Linked DNA regions of Zea mays: region 1 is linked to region 2. A link is a contact called in public Hi-C data. All regions are on one chromosome and are shown on one strand. Each heading gives the region's core, a stretch centred on a gene start, on an enhancer-like site or on the middle of the called end of the contact. The rest is flanking DNA. Distances are from core to core; before and after follow the strand shown. Region 1 holds the start of LOC100193482 (Glutamate-1-semialdehyde 21-aminomutase 2 chloroplastic). Region 2 holds the start of LOC100383986.

Region 1 (3,185 bases), core at 393-2,892, 140 kb before region 2:
GTTTCTTCCCCGATTTATCAAGCAAGTAACAACGGACGAGTTTAGGCACTTCTATTTTGACAATAATAACATGCAGCTGACCGTTTATTAATCTTGGTCGATTTAATGCAACTAATTTTGGTGCTGTAAGCTCGGACAATTCCAGAAAACCTATAATAATAAGCATTAGGACATGTATAGTGGAGAGACACCAAAACGGTTCTCAAGCACAGGAGACAACTAAGAGACTCTATTGTACAATGGAGTGTCTATAAACATAGTTTATTAATAAATACAGAATTAAATGTATTTATATAGCATCAGATCGATAGAACAGACGACAAATTCGTACAGCGGGAAGTGAGGTGTCTAGAGATGGCAATGGGTACCCGCGACCCGATACCCGATGGGTATTTACTCCATTAGGGTATGTATGTGAGCTAAATATTCTACTCGTGGGTCTGTTATTGGGCAATAAACTTCACCCAATGGGTAAACGGGTATTAGAACGTTCTGTCTTTACCCATACCCGTTAACCCGTGGGTATAAAATACCCAATATAAACTTAGCCTAAGCCTGAACTTGGACTTTAGTCATCCATCTTTTTTACTATTTAACAACCTTTTAGGCCATAATGTCATAGAAGGCTTAACAACAATTTAATGACCATGTAATAGAACATGTAATGTGCTATTTAGTACTATCCTAGTGTTACTACTTTATCCAACTATCTTTGGTGTGTTGAATGGATGGTTAAATGATGCTAGAAATTTTGTACTGATATTTAGATGGATATACTTGACATTTGTATAATATAATATTTTGATAGATGTTTAATTGTGGGTACGGGTGACCCGATGGGTGACCCATACCCACATGGGTATGGGTATGGGGGTAAATCCATACCCACCAGTGTATATGGGTGACCCGATAGGGTTAATTTTGTGTCGTGGGTATGGGTATGGGGTAGTAATACCCGATGGGTATTTACCCATTGCCATCTCTAGAGGTGTCTGTTGCTACTTGGTTTACGAGCCAGAGACGTCTTTTCACGGAGAGACGGCTCTAAGATTTTTTTGCAAATAACCCCCTTAAACACCTTAAGAGCCTCCCCATTAAACACCACTGTACATGCCTTAAAAACTTGCAAGCCCTAGCTGTTGCCTGTTTGTTCATGTTTTCGATCTTGTATAAGAAATCTGTTCATATTCTGTAGAATACTTGTCCACCAGACAACTACACCAGGCTCGGTCTGCAATAGCGCCCGAGGATTGGGTTGTAAACTTGTGACCCATAGTTTTTAATATTTTTAAATATTTTATATTTATAAAAAAAAGAAATATGTGCTTATGTATAGCGTAAGCTAGCGGGCTTGAGACCTGCACCTCCGCCCTAGTACGGAGGCGAAGTAGCAGCCCACAGACCACCTAACCCAAAAGCGATTTTGGGATAAAATTTTCGGCCCAGCCTACCTGCAGGCTGGACGTAAGCGCCACCAGACGTCTCGCTTACAATTACAAGTTACAAAGGCGGGGTAAAAAAAAATTAATACAGAGAAGAGGTCGTGCGGTGCATTGGTAGGCCCGGCCTAGCTTTAAGACCCAATCGCCGCAAACCCCTCTGAAATTTCTTATCCCCCCTCATCTGCTCCACCTCCGACATCGCGCGAGACGAGCAAGCCCAAGTATGGCCGGAGCAGCAGCAGCCGCCGCCGTGGCGTCCGGGGTCTCGGCCCGGCCGGCCGCGCCGAGGAGGGCTTCTGCGGGACGCCGCGCTCGGCTGTCGGTGGTGCGGGCCGCGATATCCCTCGAGAAGGGCGAGAAGGCGTACACGGTGCAGAAGTCCGAGGAGATCTTCAACGCCGCCAAGGTACCGCCCTCTCTAATTCCTTCGCTCCGCGTCTCCTAGATGCCGTCTGCCAGGGTTCCCGTTCGTTTCGGAGGCCCTCGTCGCTTTTGAGGTGTGAATTCGGAAGAAGAGACGTCGCTTGCGGCCAGCTGGGGAATGCATTGTTTGTCTTTGTCGTGGAAATTGTGGCCGATCGGTTCGCTTTTCTTTTCTGTATTTCCGCCAAGGGTTGCTGGTAACGCAATAAGAGGTGGATTGTCAAAGATGGCGTGGAACGCGGAAACCGGGGGCTGGGAAAAGGGTCTGGAATGGGCCCGATATTGTGAGCTTAGTAAGGCAAACTCCACCAGCACACCGTAAACAACAGCACACCGTAAAGCTCTCTCAACCGAACATAAGGGAGCTTTAGGGGGACCTCGTCTCCAACAACTCCCCTGTAGCTCCCGGGGATGGCAATTTAAGCTGCAGACCTAAAATCCGACTTATACCCGACCTGATAGGTGTGGGTGTGGGCGAAGATTTTGACTCACATGTGCACCCGGCCGCACTCGATCCAAAGTTTTGCGGGTGTGGGTGTGGGTGTGGGTGTGGGTTTCTATTTTAACCCGTGGGTGACCCGCACTCGATTCGAAATTTGGTTCATTCTTTATTTTGCGCAAAAATGATATACACTAGTAATTATTTAAAAAAAAGTAACTTAGCTAATGATTCATGAAAATGTTTTGTTGCTGCTTAATGAGAGAAGGCTTAACATTCATATGTATAACTCAATTATTGGTGGTACATAATTGCTTATAGTTGATTTACTGTTTAAAAGTGTACACTTAGTAAAAACCCGTGGGTGGACTGAAACCTGACGGGTTCGAGTGTGGGTTTGGAATTGCACCCGCGGGTGCCATCACAGACGGGTTTAGGTAGACTTCATGGATGCGATCGTACCACTCGATCAGAGGGCGGGTTTTTTCTCCATCCGATGTGAGCCCGACCCATTGCCAATTGCCATCCTACTCCCCCTGTGTATAGGGAGATAGGAATCTCCTTGTATATATAGGGTGGGCAATATGCTCCCCTATATGTTAATTAGCATGTTTTTAACCTTAATTAAGCCCTGTGACATAATGATAATATATATTATGATACTACAAATATTGTATGATTTTTTAAAATTTCAAAAATGATAAATACGTGTTCATTAACTTAGTTAGATAGGGGTGTTGTATAAGGGGAATTGTTGGAGACGAACTGTATGTAAGGGGAGGATCTTTAGGGGGATATAGTAAGATATATTAGAAAGTACAAATAAGGGGCGATGTATAAGAAGAATTGGAGTCAGCCTTAGTCCTCAACCCAATTGACAC
Region 2 (3,002 bases), core at 240-2,739:
AAGTTGTTGTCAAACTGTAGAATTTCTGTTGCCCTGCACGGCATGGTGGCCGTTCTCCCACCATTTGTTCAAATATTTATGGGGGTGTGGATTGATGTATTTCTTCTGCTAATCTTGTCCACCAGCTGCACCGGTCTGTGTAAACTTGTTATGATCCCTGTTTGCTCTGGACGCCTGGTTGTTTAACCGTGACTCCTTGGATCTGGTCATGTAAATTATCCTGGTTTAGGATTATGTTGCTTTTGACTCGAATTTTCTGCCTCCCTTGCTCGTTTCATGTGATGCATCGTGGCCGATATTTTCAGCAATGTTTAGGTGTATGCTGAATGTCCAGGTAGGGATGCAGTTGATACAATTTGGAACTGGTTTCGTTGTGGCCTTGTGGGCGTCGGCGAATGGAATTTGAAGCGAGAGGTGCAGCTACTGGCATCGTGGGCGCCAGACATCTTCCGATGACGAGGCAGAAAATTTGCGCCTCACCCCGTTGCTGGTGAAGCAGTTGCTTGTTTGTACATTAGCCGATTTCGCTGTCAGTTGAAAGCGATATCCGAATGTACGAGGGGGAAAACCGCATCTCCTTCAGCGGCGTCGACGGCGCAGGGCACGCCCGTCCTTCTCACATCACCAGTCACCAAAATTAGAGATGGCAATGGGTAAATACTCACCGGTATTACTACCCCATACACATACCCACGATATAAAAATAATCTAATCGAGTCACCATATACATTGACGGGTATGAATTTACCCACATACTCATACCCATATGGGTATGAGTTACCCAACGGGTCACCCATACCCATAAAAATTAAATATCTATCAAAATATTATATTAAACAAATGTCAAGTATATCCATCTAAATACCATTAAAAAATTTCTAGCATCATTTAACCATCTATTCAACACACCAAAAATATTTAGATAAAGTAGTAACAGTAGGATAGTACTACATAACACATTATATGTTCCATTATATTGTCATTAAATTGTCGTTAAGCCTTCTATTACATTATGGACTAAAAGCTTGTTAAATAGTAAAAAGGATGGATGCTAAAGTCCAAGTTCACACTTGGGCTAAGTTTATATTGGGTATTTTATACCCACGGGTTAACGAGTACGGGTGAAGGCGGAACGTTCTAATACCCGTTTACCCATTGGATGTAGATTTTTGTCCAATAATAGACCCACGAGTAAAATATTTAGCCCATATACATACCCTAATAAAGTAAATATCTATGGAGTATCGAGTCACGTGTACCCATTGCCATCTCTACACCATATGCTGATATGCATTCTGGCAAGAACAGCCAGCCAACGTGGCTGGCACCACCATAATTGCGAGATCCGCGGTCCCCGCGCGCGCGTACACGAGTCCGGAGTCCGGACCCGCGGCCTAGCCTGGCTGGCTCGTCCGCGGCCCGCCCTCTGCGCACCTAGCACCGTCCACTCACCCGCGTCGCGTTGCGTCGCCGAGACAAACTCTCAAACCGGCCGGCAAAAACCCACACGACCCACGCATCGGCATCGCATTCACGTCCAACCGTTCGCTTGCGCCCTCCGCAACAACGCAACGCATCGTGACGCCGCCGCTTTTTGCTTTTCCGACTGCTGTTTCCGCCTTTTGAGTAGGCGTTGGGCGAGCTTCGGTTTCGACGGACGCAGCCGTCACCGCCTCACCGGCCCGGCCATGGGCGCCGCCGCCGCCTGCTCTCTTCGCCTCTGCCACACGTCACCATCCGCTGCGACGGTAGGGCCGCGATGACTCCGGCGGTTCGGGTGGGGAATCCTCGCGCGCCCGGTCCGGGCGCCGCGGTGGTGGAGGACGAGGAGGAGGCGGCGGTCGCGTGGCGGGAGCTGCGCGGCAAGGCCGCGGAGCTCGCGGCTGCGGGCGAGGAACGGGCGATCCTGGCCCGCCGCATCGAGGCCGCGCTCCAGGTGCCACGCCCGCAAATGGCTTGAGCCAATCGCCCCCCTTCGGGCAGACGTGGTTCGATTTATTGTTATTGTTATTTTTTGTTCATGTGGTTTGGCGCTCGGGCAGGTAAGGAGGGAGGCGCTGCGGCAGGCGGAGGAGCTGGACGAGTTGACGCGGATGGTGGACCTCCAGCAAGCGCGTTTGGAGGCGGCCGTCGTCGGCAGGAGGCGGGCGCTCGAGGCCGTGGAGCGGGGGAAGGAGCGGCTGCAGGAGCAGATCGACCGGGTGCTGCCGCTGTCGAGGTCCCTCACCGCCGCGCACCATCGAGTGCAGGTAATATGAGCAATCCGTCTGCGCGACGCAAAATGCTGCGAGATTGGGCTGGGCTATTCTGGGCAGCTGCATTTTATCCATTGGGGCGTCCGCTGATTGCAGGAAGCGAAGGAGGCGTTATCCGGAGACAAATTCAGACTCAAGGATCTGCAGAGGCTGCTTCGGACGAGGCAGCAGTGCATGGTTAGCCAGGTTGCTGGTTTGTACCCTGTGAGAGTCTTCCATGATCTTCCAAGACATGCAGAAAACCCCTGTGCCGATACTAATGGTGAGAATCCATTACTCCCATGCCTCTTCAGGAACAATGGTTTATGGATATGCATGATTTTAGTGCGCATGCTCCTTCGAGAGAGAGAAAACATCGTAGCCAAATTGTTTCATACTTCCACTGCCTTTTGAGTTTTGACACATGATTAACTGCATTGCCAGCTTTATCAATAGCCTTAATCTGTTATTAGATTTTAAAGTGAGCATGATAGTTTCCTTGTGCAATAGCGCTAATGGATATTATTCATGTTAATGGAAGAATGGGAGTGTTTACATTTCTAGTCCATGGCCTAATGCTGAGCACATCCCTGATTTTCTGCTCTGGTCTCCTTGGCTTCCATGCCTTTGTTGGCAGTCTAGTTCAGTATCTGATATGTTTTTCTAATTGGGGGCATCACTCTCTGCACCCCAAAGATTGGGATAATTGAAGGGTCGCAGCTCCCACTGGGATTTGAGTCCTATATGAACCTTTTCCTATGTATCCCT

Evidence for each region. Hi-C and Micro-C count contacts between places; a contact is called where the count stands out from the background.
Region 1: a contact with region 2 is called in a Hi-C map of ear, with 2.5 times the contacts expected there. The contact joins the promoter of LOC100193482 here to the promoter of LOC100383986 in region 2. A contact is called at or near these places in 7 of 25 Hi-C or Micro-C datasets (bundle sheath, ear, endosperm and 3 more).

Annotation. Positions count from the first base shown.
Region 1 is chr6:167,056,428-167,059,612 of Zm-B73-REFERENCE-NAM-5.0, reverse strand. It overlaps LOC100193482 (Glutamate-1-semialdehyde 21-aminomutase 2 chloroplastic), which reads left to right and starts at 1,642. Exons shown (of 3, transcript NM_001358757.1): 1 at 1,642-1,848. The coding sequence starts at 1,666. LOC103631582 (putative disease resistance protein RGA3) reads right to left here and starts at 233. Exons shown (of 2, transcript XM_020539604.2): 1 at 1-233.
Region 2 is chr6:166,920,664-166,923,665 of Zm-B73-REFERENCE-NAM-5.0, reverse strand. LOC100383986 reads left to right here and starts at 1,489. Exons shown (of 6, transcript NM_001366853.1): 1 at 1,489-1,936; 2 at 2,043-2,249; 3 at 2,352-2,517. The coding sequence starts at 1,760. LOC542102 (SET domain protein SDG111) reads left to right here. Exons shown (of 4, transcript NM_001111735.3): 4 at 1-261.